3 separate regions of the Zea mays genome follow, and all the other regions are linked to region 2. The links are chromatin contacts, called in public ChIA-PET and Hi-C maps. All regions are on one chromosome and are shown on one strand. The core of a region is the stretch at or near the end of the contact, and the rest is flanking DNA. Distances in the headings are between cores, read along the strand shown.

Region 1 (3,959 bases), core at 838-3,337, 180 kb before region 2:
CAGTATCCCTCAAATTGGACTAACGAGGCATCAATAAGTGGCTTATTGACAAGAACCTTCTCCAATGTCCATTCGAGGGGAAACTTAGTAGCACGATAAAGGCGCAGCTCCTTCTTCTTGTTTCCCTCTGGCATCATATAAATCTAAGAGAGAGAGAGAGAGAGAGAGAGAGAGAGAGAGAAGAGAGAGAGAGAGAGAGAGAGAGTTAGTATTTGGACATCATCATAGATGGTTATTGTTCTGTCAAGTAGATTTGAAGTTAAAGAATCTACCTCGTTCTCATACTTGAACACAAAAGGATATGACAGATGCCATGCCTCATCTAGTGCAATGCCAAGAAATTCCCACGTTGCACCTTGGTCGAAGCTTCTTGCAACTCCAATATCACCTTGCATTGAGGTTGTTGTTTTTGTTTCAAAGAAAATAAATAGTGTGTCCCCCTAGGAGATGCATAGTAGCGTATCAGAATGAGAGCTAGCAGGCGAAAATGCAAGCCTGGAAAATAGTATCTCAACTTAAGAATGCTACTCATTGGACAAAACCTAGCAAATAATTATCAAGAATGCATTTAGTCTGATAAATAGCATTTGTAGAAACTTTCTCCTCCTGCGTGGTTATACATATTCTACCAAGGAAAGATGTTATTGACAAGTAGATAGTGGAAGTGGTACCTGTTTACAGATCAACTTCTAGATTAATGGTTTCAAGCTTCCTATGTACCTAAGCAAAGCACATTTCGGTGTCTATCTCAACTAGATCTGAATCCTTTCATGAACTAAAACTCCCTGGGTACTATCTTATCATAGGATATTAGTTCATCCCAAACCATGCTTACATACTAGTAGTATACTGCACATCATAGAGTAGCAGCCACTACATGGTGGGCCTAACTTTGTATGCCTCAACTGAGACAAGGCAGTTACAAATTTTTTTTCACACGCTAGTAAGACACTGTCAATGGTATTCAGGCAATCAGCCAAACAGCATTATCTGTTATGTGCCTGACTAATCTGTGTCCTCTTAAGTATCCAAAAACCAAACACTAAACCCTCAAGCCCTGCGTGGGTGCTGAATTGTCGAATACAGCGACATCACCAATTCAGTAAGCGAGCCTGAATTTATTATTTTTCTCACTGATTTGCTCCCATAGCTTAGGCAATTTGCAAACCATCCCTACATCTACGCGAAGCAGAGTTCCACCCCGGGGAGGAGCGGCAGAACAAGCAGCAGCAGTGCCTCTGCCTCACCTCGACGTAGAGGAACGGGTCGGCGACAAAGTTGCTCGGGTACCCCGCCTCCGTCGCAGTCCCGCAGGTCAGGACGGGGTTCGCCACCGGCCACGCCGAGCTGTTGCCATTGCTCCTCCCTTCCTGGCCACCAAAATTACACCCCAGACAAGAGTAAGCACTCGAGGCGTCAACCTACTCACACACCACAACGACGCACGAAAGGAGCTGTTTTTAAGCTGAGCGGTGAGCGCCGCACGCCGCCTCACCAGCTCGATGGGACGGAGCGCGAGGGGGCTGCTGCCGTAGAACATGCCGACCGCCCACGACCCCTCGCCGTCGGGGCGGCACCCGACGGCGCCCGAGTCGGGGAGCCGGAACGACGAGACCACCAACCAGAAGTAGAACCCTCCGACGAGCGCCGCCGTGGCCGCCGTGGCCAGCAGGAACGAGGCGGCCGGCGGCCGCGCGGCCGCCGTGCGCACGCCGCTGCTCGGTGGTCTCATCGCGCCTCCTCGCCGCGCAGCCTGGCTAGCCATGCCCCGACGACGCCCGCCACCGGCCGTAGCATCGACCGCCCGATCGGATCCCGGGCTGCCTCTGCCCCTCTCTCTCTCTCTGTATGTTTGTCTGTCTCCCCAAGTCCGCCCGCAGCCCGCCGAGCTGGATCAGCTTGACTAGGCAATTATTTAAGCGAGAAAAAGCGAGGCGGCAGCGGCCGGCAGAGGATTAGCGGGCAATTAACGGGCGATTAATTAATCAATATATCGGGCAGCGAGCCAGAGCCTCCTCGCGGTCCTAGTGGCGACCTGCTTTGCCGGGGAGGTGAGGCGCGACGGCTGACGACCAAAGCGGACGGACGGCAGGGGGTCATTTGGATGCCGCGCTACTGCTTCGACCAAAGGAGTGAGGGGTTTTCGGTGGTGACGGCATGTTTGACAGGATGCAGCACGGTCTTCGATTTCCGAATTTGTCTTCGCTATTTCAAACATCTTTGATTTTTTTCCCAGAGTTTGATAATGACTTTTGTCCAAGAAAGTGATATAACGTGGGCATCCGTCCCTCCGGACTCCGGACTCCGGGCTCGCCCGCAAGCAAGCGCGGCCTCCTCCGCGCGTCCCGTCCGCGGGACTGCGGGAGCTCCGTCGTTGCGCTATTTCAATTATTTCAACGGCTGATGTGATATAAACTAAACTTTAATTAGATAACATATTCGCTTAGTTTTAATTTGTATCGACTTTTAATGTTTCTACATTATTTTTGTTTCTCTAGAGTCAAAACAGCCGCCTTTACGAGGACGGTGGACTACCTGGCAGTAGAGATAGTTTGTCCGGCGGCAAATTCGATGATAGGGCGCGGCCAGCGAGCGAGGAAAGAGTGACAACCGGTACACGGTGTCAACTGTCGACGGCGGGAACGAAAGTGGAAGTTTAGGTCACCGGCGGACTGGGATTAGGAAAGGATCGGCAAACAGCAGCGGGGATGGACGGCCGGTGGTGAGGTCGCCAGCGAGCGAGCATCGAGCAAGGTGAACGAGAAAGAACTGTGTCCAGACACTAGCATTTGTTCGGACGCTAGTACGGCCGTTTTGTGCTAATGATGTGACCGCTCTATTTCTACTACCACACAAATTTCAGACCAGATTTTACCCGGTTAAATACTTCGATCTTTGGTTGTCGTTGCCATGATTTTCTGTAGCTTCCGGGACATGCCCAAAATGCTTCGGCTGCTTTCCCGTCATCAAAACTTCCGCACTTTAGCAATCAATTTACCCTTTGTAACACTATAAAAATCATTAAATAAAAATAGTGCATTTAGTTAATAATGATATTTATGATAATTAATTTTCTTTTAAGTATTCGTTATTTATTTGCCTTTAGAATGATTTTTTATGCTCATGATTAATTTTGAATATTAAATATCATTTCTTCTTAAATTTAAATTTACATAAATAATATAATAAATATTAGTCTAAGAATTAATATTTTATTTATAAATAATTTTGGTTTGATTATTATGAATTTTATGATTATTTGAATAGGTATTTCGAAATTAGAAAAGAAAAAAAAGAGAAAAAAAACAAAACCCTAATCCTAATCAGCCCACTAGGGGCCCAACTAGAAGGAGTTGTCGCCCCTAACCCTAGCCTCCTCTCCCTGGCAGCCGCCGCCACCCCCTGGCCCCACCTTCTCTCTTCCTCCCTCTCTTCTCTGCTTGCCCGCGCGCGCCGCCCAGGACCCGGCCTCGGCACCCCGCGCCACCCGCGTGCACCCGAGCGCCCCTGCCCCACGCCCGTGGAGCAGCGCCCCACGCCCAGCCACAGGACCGAAGCCATCGGTGCCCCGCGCAGCCGACCGCCAGGACACCGACCGGCGCCCTGCCCCGACGCTGCCGACGTCGCGCCCATGGAACCTGCGCAGCCGTGCGCGACCCAGACCCCGATGAGCAGCCGCCTGCGCCGAGTCCCGCCCGCGTCCGAAGTCCAAGCGACCCCGCCGACCGTTCGTCTTTGAGTTATTGGAGATTCAACTCGTATGTTTCTCCCTCCATTCAAGCTCCTTGAACGCCATTAATGGCTTTGAAGCCGACCGGCACCGTTACCCCCTCCCCTCGGCGTCTCTCTCTCCCTCCCGCTCTCTATAAAAACCCAGCCACGCCATGGAGCTCTCCCTCCCCAGCCAAGCCTCCTCCCTTCCTCCCCCAAGTTCTCCCTCGCTCCTCACATTCGCGTCC
Region 2 (4,445 bases), core at 939-3,438:
CATATAGAATGCTTAAATGTCTACTATGAATATTAAATTTATCTAATTATACAACTAAAGACTAGAAGCCGAGACAAAAATTTTAAGCCTAACACATGATCAAATAATTGACTAATTATGTTTAAAAGGCTTATCTTGTCGTTTAGTTCTCATCTACATAATTAGTGTTGTAATTAGACTATATTTAGTATTTTTTAACTAGTATCCGAACATTACATGGGCTAACATAGATGAAAATGCGTAATGAGTTCAACCAATATCCGTCTTTTTCTACCTTGTGTAAAACTTATTTACATATGTGCTCATCAGCAGAGCAGCCAAGGTGTAAACAGAGTAATCTAGCTAGGGCGGCAAATCATGGCTGTGGTGCTCGGGCGCATGCGATGGCCTCTCGGACCAGGGCATCCAGTGGGTCTATACATTTCTTGAGAAGAGGGTCATCATCAGGCAAAATGCCTACAAGGTCATCGGACGCAAGGATTATCGAATTGACAGCTCTCACAAGAAGAACCTGCAGCGACACTCGCAACAGGTTTCTCGCACCTTCCATGTCCCCCTTCCCGAATGCAGCCACTGATGGTAACACTGTACGCTCCATGGAAGCCTTATCTGGACATAGCACCTCAAAACCCTAACCAGCAAATTTAAAAAAGGAACAGTTTAAACCATATGAAATTGGATGGCTGAAGAATATTATTCCCCAAGGGAAATATCAAATCCAATACTTTTCCAAGCCATCTCACAAGAACGAAACAAATGTCATTTTGAACAACTTATCATTGGACTGGCAAACCAGGAATGGACAACCTACAAATTACAGTGGTCCAGCAGAGCTGCTGTTATCGATCTTTTTGGGACTGAGCTTTCAGACAAAGGGAGGTATCATAAAAAGTGACTGGGAAAAATCTGACCACCCATCACTGACGTAGGAGCTGAGCTGTCTAATTTGTAGAAAATACATATGCAGTGATGTGGTAATTGTCATTCAACATCCTGCTAGTCTGTTTTTCCAGATATATAAATAAAAAATACATAGCACAAATAACGTTTTTCTTTTAGACAAAGGGATCAGCCTAACTTATATCGACAGCCAACATAACACCTCTTTACTTACATTGAAGTGGAGCTATCATTTCGTTCAAAAAGGGAGATATCATATTATCAATAAGCATATGGTAATTGATGAAAAAGAAGATGTTTACCTGGCTCTCCAACTTGTCTAGGTAACAGTTTGTAGCCAATTTATTGTCAGTGAAGAGAACTCCCACACGGACATTACTTCCATACTCAACAGGTTTCAAGTTAGCAGCTTTGAGTTCCTTCACAACGCAATCACCAACATGGATGAACGGAACCGAGCAACCCTGCGAAATCTCATCATGCCAGGCATGTAAGAACTGGCATGGCATAACAATACAGCATGCTCCAGATTGCTCCAAGAAGAGCCTCTTCTGCCTTAACTTCCCAAGAGCAATACTGGCACTGCAGCCAGAAGTGGATTGGGTTCCAGATGGCAACAGCTCTTTCTTGACAAGCGGGTCATTGCAGATGATGAACGGAGGTGCCTCTTCTCCACCTCCAGTGCTCCAACTCACAAATTTCTCTAAAAATCTGAGGCAGGAAGAGGAAGACGCACCCATCACTCCGACTGCGCCTGATGGATGGCAAGTCCCAATGTAAGGTCCACTTCTTGAAGCTGAGGAACTTGCATCCAAATCCTTTGGTTCAGGGGGATCAATTGCATGGTCGGTCTTGAGAACAATTGGGGATGGTCTTGCATTATAAGCAAAACGTGATGACTGGGACCTACAAGAGGCCCATCTTCTTCGTGAACCACCCACACGATGGAACGAATCAGATAAGGAGCAACGAGGATATACGGCTATGCTCCTGCAAGAACAGGTTTTGAATCACTGTGTAAAAGCTGCGGCATTCTAGATCACAGACACTAAGCACCAGTAAACACAAAGCTGGATTCCAAGAAGTAGCATACAGAAACGGACCTCTGCAAAGACATCTGAACCATGGGAGTAAAGGTCTCTCAGGTCTGAACACCAGTCTCGTGACAGGATGTAGGGAGAGTGAGTGACGAAGGATGCAACTGGAGAGGCAGAACTAGGATCGGGAGACTATACCTCTTCTTCCCAGAAGACGGATGGCTGGTTTTAGATCTTAACAGCTATTAGCTACTAGTAAACAAGGACAATACCAAATGCACATGTATTACTCAGACTGGCTAATAGTAACAATCATTGTAACAGCAGGAAGGAGGGAACAGACAGAGTGGAACCTCAATTATTGAACTGGAATGAAGAAGGTGTCTGTTTTTATGTATTATAAGGAGGGTTCTAACCAAGAGGGAGGCGACGTGGAAGATTGTGACTGGTTACTTGGAAACTGCCTCACGTCTCAACCAAAGAAGGTTATCTCTTCAGCACACAGCAAACATCAACTTCCATCTCCCCTGGCATTGCTGGCTTCTAAAGATTCACCATCAGACTTTTCAGCTGTTAAAAAGGGTAGTAAAAAAAATCATCGCTCCAGTTTTCCGTCGGCAAAAAGGCAAGAAAGGAAGCCTACAAGATATAGACGACTCCAAGGGTCAATACTCACATGATAGTGGGGCTCATCTCATCTCCCCACATGTGGTGTAATCATCTGCCCCTGCCAGACACCAATAGAGAGCAAGAGACAGGGCAACAGGGGCCACTTGCAGCTGCATATGCGTACAACAGCACAAAATGCTAGGAGCCTAGGTCAGCAATATTGCTGCAAATGACGGAACACCTTGTAAATTGGGAAAAGGTGTAACCACTGCATGTGTCCTCGTTTGCTCGTTTCAATCTGTATGATTGATGTTTATCAGCTGGCAGTTCTGAACAATTTCTTTCATAACTCCAGATACCATCACCTCAAAATGAAAATCCAAACACAAAAGAATAATAACTAACTCAGAATTTGTCAGTAAATTACAACTTTCCACCCTTGTAAGAAAATATACTACAATTTTATTGGACACAACGTAAAACTGAAACCTGCCTAAACAGTAGAACTTTTCAACCTCAATGAGTCACCATGGCGTAGGTTCGAAACAGTATCTCCACGTACAGAGGAAAGCTTGCCAATTTATCTCTTTTCTAGACTCCACTCATGTAGAAGCCTTCGGCACTGGATCTTTTTTTTAAACATCAGAATTATTGGGGGGAAACAAGGTCTAGCTGTTTTTGGTAAACATTACAGAGGTGGCCTTTGTGAACTGTAAATCATGGTTTAAAAGGCGGCTAGGCGGAACTAGGCGCCCAGCCACCGCCTGACCGCCTAGGCGACTTAGGCGGGTGCCTAGGCGACGCCTTAGTAGCTGTTACAAACAGCTGTTAGCCTTTTACAAAATACCAAACAACCAAAGTACCAAACAGCTGTTACAGTTACAGCTCATAAACTAGAAATCATCACAAATTCACAATAGCACAATAGTGGATCTGAAATAGCCACAAAGTAGTTTCTAAAGGAACAATAGCAAGTCACAAAATTTAAAACAGCACAATACCAAATCTGAAATAGCCACATAGATAGTTTGTAATGACATAATTAATAGTAACTAGCTGCAGTTAGTAATGCAGCAAATATGCTAATGCAATCTAGCAATAGCTACTCTCCCGTCGCTCAAAAATCATCATCAAACTCTCCTGGGATATTGGGTGCCTCCCCTTCTTCACCATCATTGCCACCATTAGATTCATCTTCACAATCTGTGATTTCTGCATCATCATGTGGAACATCTTCTTCATCTTCATCTTCCTCTTCAGCCTCTGACATATTTTGTGCAGCAACAGAATTTCTTCTTGAATACACATTATGGGCCCTTCTTGGTAAGTTTCGGCCACGAAGTGCTTGTGATGCTCCAATGGCATTATCCACAAGGTCCCATGTAAGGTCACACTCACACCCACGCCCACCTTCAGGGACTACATGCAAAGAATCAGCCCACTCATTGTCCCAGTCGAAGTCCTCATGAACCAATGGATCAAAGTTTTTCCCCTTCTTCTGGCGTAGTTTTTGGAACCTAGCTTTCATCTTTCTGTTGTAGGAAATGAAGACAATAGAATTCAACCTCTTATGCAACAATCGGTTTCTTTTCTTTGTATGGATCTACAAAATAAGAAAAGAGAAAACACCTGGTCATTTAATCCTGAAATATTAGATACAAAAGTAGCCAAGTAGGTGGATGAGGACTTGAGGAGGCACACATAATAACTTACAAATTCAAAGGTACTCCAATTGCGTTCACAACCTGATGAAGACGCACAAAGACTCACCAAACGTCTAGCAAATCTCTGTAACTCAATAGCACGACCACCATACGAACGCCACCACTCAACTGCAATAACATCACAACAATTTAGCAACAACTAGTAAGTAGTAAACTAGTAACAGCCACAAACACT
Region 3 (4,186 bases), core at 643-3,142, 160 kb before region 2:
AGTACTTATCAAGAATAAGATCAAACGAAGCGGAAAACCACAAACCATCTTGACTAACACTAGTAAAACAAATTTACAGAAGCACCATAAGGATGTGTGTACATGTTTTTCTCCTCCTTTTCGAGACAGCTGTCTGCATGTTACAACAACTTACAAGGACTAAAATAACTCAGCAATTCTACATCAATGCTTAATTTACAAGGAAGCACTTGCTATAATATGAAACAGCGGTAGATTAACACCTCACGTTTTTCTATGGCATGAATATCAATAATGTCAGGCTTGATAAAGATAAAGCAACAGAAAACAGCCGCAGAAGTTTTTTCAGTGGGTGAATGTTAATTTTGCCCTAAGGACATATCCCCATGGGATCCGTGTACAGCCGGAGAGAGGTGCCCTCAATATTTCTCTTTCCTGCTCACATGCTTCCTCGTATGCATCCAAGTATCCAACGATGGATGCACACGGGGCCCATAGGACCATAGGGGCACATTTTCAGTATCTGTTTTGGTGGCACTAAGTGTGTATCAATGGTTGGATGATTCCCCGTAGTTTTCTAGATCATATTCCTTTTGTCCAATTGTTTGTATCACCAAAACATTTCAAGGCCTAACCAAGCAGCAAGTCAGCTCTAGCCTCTAGAAATGATCCCCGTTCTACCTGAGTGACACGGAGTACCTCTAAGTACTACAGTTCAATCTAGAAATTTATTAGAAAATTAGGATCAAGTACAAGAAAGGACGGGATCAACAGAAACATCTCACCTGACCATCATACCATCCCGTCTCCTCATCTGAATCAGATACGATACGGACTTCAGAGTAACGCAATGCAGACTAGCAGAAAGGAGAACAGAATTAATTCGGATTCCTCACACTCCACTGTGGCGCTGAGCAGGCGGTTGCCGACGTAGGCCCACCCGAGGTACATCCGCACGACAGCGAGCGTGACGGCGAGGATCCCGGACCCCGTGGCACCGAGCGCGAGGTGCAGAGCGTCGCCGCCGGCCCCGCCGCGGCCCCCGAAGGCGGCGACCGGGAGCCCGACGAAGAGCGCGACGGCGGCGCCCGTGAGCGCGAGGCGGGAGCAGTAGACGCGGAGGCCCCCCGCCGCCCAGGAGAAGGGCAGGGAGGCCGCAAGCGCCTCGTACTCGTTCACGGGGAGCTGGTCCGGCGGCACCGGGCACCAGTCGATCTCCGGCGAGGAGGAGCTCCCGTTCCGCGACGGCGGCGTCGCGAAGCAGCGGCGGCGGTGGCGCGGGGGCCAGGGCACCCGTCGTGTGCCGCTCGCGTGGAGACTGGGGCTTGGGTTCGGGTGCAAGGGGAGCGGGAGGAGACGCGCGTGGATGGGAGCGGCCATGTGGAAGTGGAGGTGGAAGCCTGGAAGAGAAGCGAGCGAGGTGTCGCGAAGCAACGGCTCGCCGTCTCGGGCTCGGCGTCGGTTTCGTTCCCTTCGTGGAGCTTGCGTGGCCGCCTCCTGCTCTCGCTCGCAGACCACGGACGGAAACTGTATCTCAGACTAAGTCCAACAGAGGATCCAAATCCAACTTAAAACCCAAAATAGATTCTAAATAGACACGGTTTGCAATCCATATCTTCTTCAACAGACTATCTAAAGTCGAGCCCTATTATGGGCTTTCACTCGTGCGTGATCTATATACCGAGACTCTGCAAGCACAAATTGGTCACGCGTTACCAACAGCGGTACTCGAAGAAACAACGGAAAGAGACGGAACGAAGGATAGAAAAAAAAAACAAGAAGCAGCGGCGGGCCGACAGCAAGAGTCGAGGGCCAATACAACTTGCACGCCGCAACCACCGCTGAGTTCAAGCGACCACTAGGGCGAGAGCGGTGCTTCGCCACCGGAAAGAGAGAAGGAGAAAGTTGCTGGAGGTGGATAGCGCCGGGAGAACTGTTGGGGCGAAGGCGAAGATGCTACCCTTCGCTCGATGTCTTCGCCAGTCTCGCTGCACCAACGGAGGCGAAACGACCGGCGGGTTCCACCCTTCGTCCACTACACTGCAAGACGAAGGCCTACGACGAGGTCGCCCCGTCCCCCGTCCTCGTCCAACCCGGAGGCCCACGTGGAATTCGGCCCATTGTAACAGGCCCCGCGCAGCTAAGTGTGTTACGGGCCCAATTTGTAATGGCTTTTCTGTAATGACAGTCTGTAACCCCACTTTATGTGAATATTTCGGGGATAGCCTAGGTGCCTGAGGGCACATGCGTCCTTACTCCAAGACGTTAGGCACTCAGGCAACTATAAATACCCCCGTACAGTGCCCTTGAGAGGCTGGATTGACAGAGCAATTGCCATCTCGAGCTAAAACCTTGTTTGCATTCCTCTTACTCCCCCGTTGGATCATCTTGCCCAGGAGAGCAAGTTCCAACATTTGGCGCCCACCGTTCGTGCTACGAAAAAACCACCCGCGATGGCACCCAAGAGAGCTAGCTCGAAGGCAGCCCCATCCGTTGACGAAGCAGCGAAGGCAGCGCTGCTGGCCGAGAAAAAGGGCAAGGCCCTTGCAGACACCACCCACCAAGAAGCCTGCGAAGATGACGCACTCAGCAAGAGACAGCGCAATGATCAGCCAACTCCCGAAGGCACCGCCCACACCTGCAGCTCCAGAGGATGACCACAAGCACCCCTAGGCTTTGCTCCACTAGAGGGCGAGGACGCCACAGAGGATGCCAAAGTTATCAGGGTTTCAGCAGAAGAACAGCTGCAGCTGCGGGCTTTGCGCATCAAGAACCGTAACCTTCAGAAGCAGAAAGAGATCCTCGAGGCCAAGCGCCAACGTGTCTCTACGCAGGCCAAAGTGCGCCAGATGATATGTGACGAGGAGCAGAGGGCTCAGGAGCTTGAGCAAGAGATTGCGCTCATGCAACGCGAAGGCCAACATGATCTGAACATGGCCCACCCCCCCCCCAACAGCGCGCGCCAATCAGAGACCTATTCATTCTTCAGCGCGGACCCGTCATCCCGCACGCCACAGCATTCCAAGGCGTCAACTACCTTGATGAGCGGAGTCCTCTGGCGCCGCACCTGCAAGTGTCACCATGGCCCGCCAACTTCAGGGCAGGGACCTACCCCAAGTACAATGGCATCACCGACCCAGCACAGTATATCATGAGCTATCAAGTCGCCGTTGCATCATCCGGAGGGGACGATGCCACAATGGCCAAGTCATTCATCATCGCCCTCGAAGGCCCGGCTCTAACCTGGTACACCAGGTTGCCCCCGTTGTCCATCAACTCCTGGAGAAGTCTCCGGGACAAATTTCTGCTCAACTTCCAAGGGTACCGCCCAGACACCGATGCCTTGGCCGAATTGTCACTCTGCAAGCAGCTGGAGAAAGAAACTCTGCGGAAGTACTACCGCAAGTTTCTGACTCTCAAGTCACGACTGCCTTCGGTTGATGACCAAATTGCCATTCACTACGCCATCAGTGGCCTTCGGGCTGGCGTCCTTTACAGCCACTGCATCAGGGATCCACCCAAGAACCTCCAGGAGCTCTATCAGCTGTTCGAAAAATACGCCAGATCTGAAGAGCTCCACCAGCGCAAGGTCGAGTCCCAGAGGAAACCCAAGGACCCTCCGCAGTCCAGCCGAACGTGGACAAGACCTTCGCAATCAGACTCCGGTCGGGACAGCCGCAGTCAGCAGCAGGTGCATAACATCGCCAACCAGCACCCCGCTGGTGAGGCCCCTCATCGCCAAGATTATCCCCCAGGGCCGCGGCAACGGAACTCGTGGTCGGGGCCGAGGACGGGCGCAGCAGCCGCGCAGATTTTACTGTCTGTTTCACGGCGAAGACTACGCGCACCCAACGAGGGACTGCCCGGAAACGAAGGCCACCAGGGACAGGATGTCTCGGGCGCAACCAGCCGACAACCCAAGAGTTGTCGCGCACACATATCAACATCTCCCACAACCATACAACCACGGCCCCGCTCAGCATCCACCTAACCACGCATACCAACACCACCAGGAGGTACAAATCGTACCACCCCCACTCCCACCTCCGCACCTGCATCAGCCAAACATCCACCACCCAAACCACCCCAAGCACCAAAACAAGAAGACTTTGCTGATCAGCCGTATCGCGGAGTCATTCACATGATCACTGGGGGGGTCCAGCGTCGACTTCGACACGAAGCGACAAAAGAGGGACCACTACCGCAG

What was found. A called contact is a pair of places that touch in the nucleus more often than the background predicts. ChIA-PET counts read pairs in DNA pulled down with a chosen protein or histone mark.
Region 1: a contact with region 2 is called in an H3K4me3 ChIA-PET map of seedling, with 9 times the contacts expected there. The contact joins the promoter of LOC103635268 here to the promoter of LOC100193653 in region 2. A contact is called at or near these places in 4 of 25 Hi-C or Micro-C datasets (ear, leaf and tassel) and 1 of 3 datasets of contacts at active chromatin or transcription factors (seedling).
Region 3: a contact with region 2 is called in a Hi-C map of leaf, with 5 times the contacts expected there. The contact joins the promoter of LOC103635266 here to the promoter of LOC100193653 in region 2. A contact is called at or near these places in 8 of 25 Hi-C or Micro-C datasets (bundle sheath, ear, endosperm and 3 more).

Annotation. Positions count from the first base shown.
Region 1 is chr8:63,563,136-63,567,094 of Zm-B73-REFERENCE-NAM-5.0, reverse strand. LOC103635268 (glucosamine inositolphosphorylceramide transferase 1) reads right to left here and starts at 2,087. Exons shown (of 4, transcript XM_020542424.2): 1 at 1,496-2,087; 2 at 1,248-1,370; 3 at 273-440; 4 at 1-143. The coding sequence starts at 1,765.
Region 2 is chr8:63,381,371-63,385,815 of Zm-B73-REFERENCE-NAM-5.0, reverse strand. It overlaps LOC100193653 (aspartate-glutamate racemase family), which reads right to left and starts at 2,188. Exons shown (of 3, transcript NM_001138747.1): 1 at 2,004-2,188; 2 at 1,203-1,890; 3 at 166-631. The coding sequence starts at 2,026. The coding sequence ends at 356.
Region 3 is chr8:63,537,723-63,541,908 of Zm-B73-REFERENCE-NAM-5.0, reverse strand. It overlaps LOC103635266 (DUF1230 family protein), which reads right to left and starts at 1,892. Exons shown (of 4, transcript XM_008657759.3): 1 at 876-1,892; 2 at 765-793. The coding sequence starts at 1,359.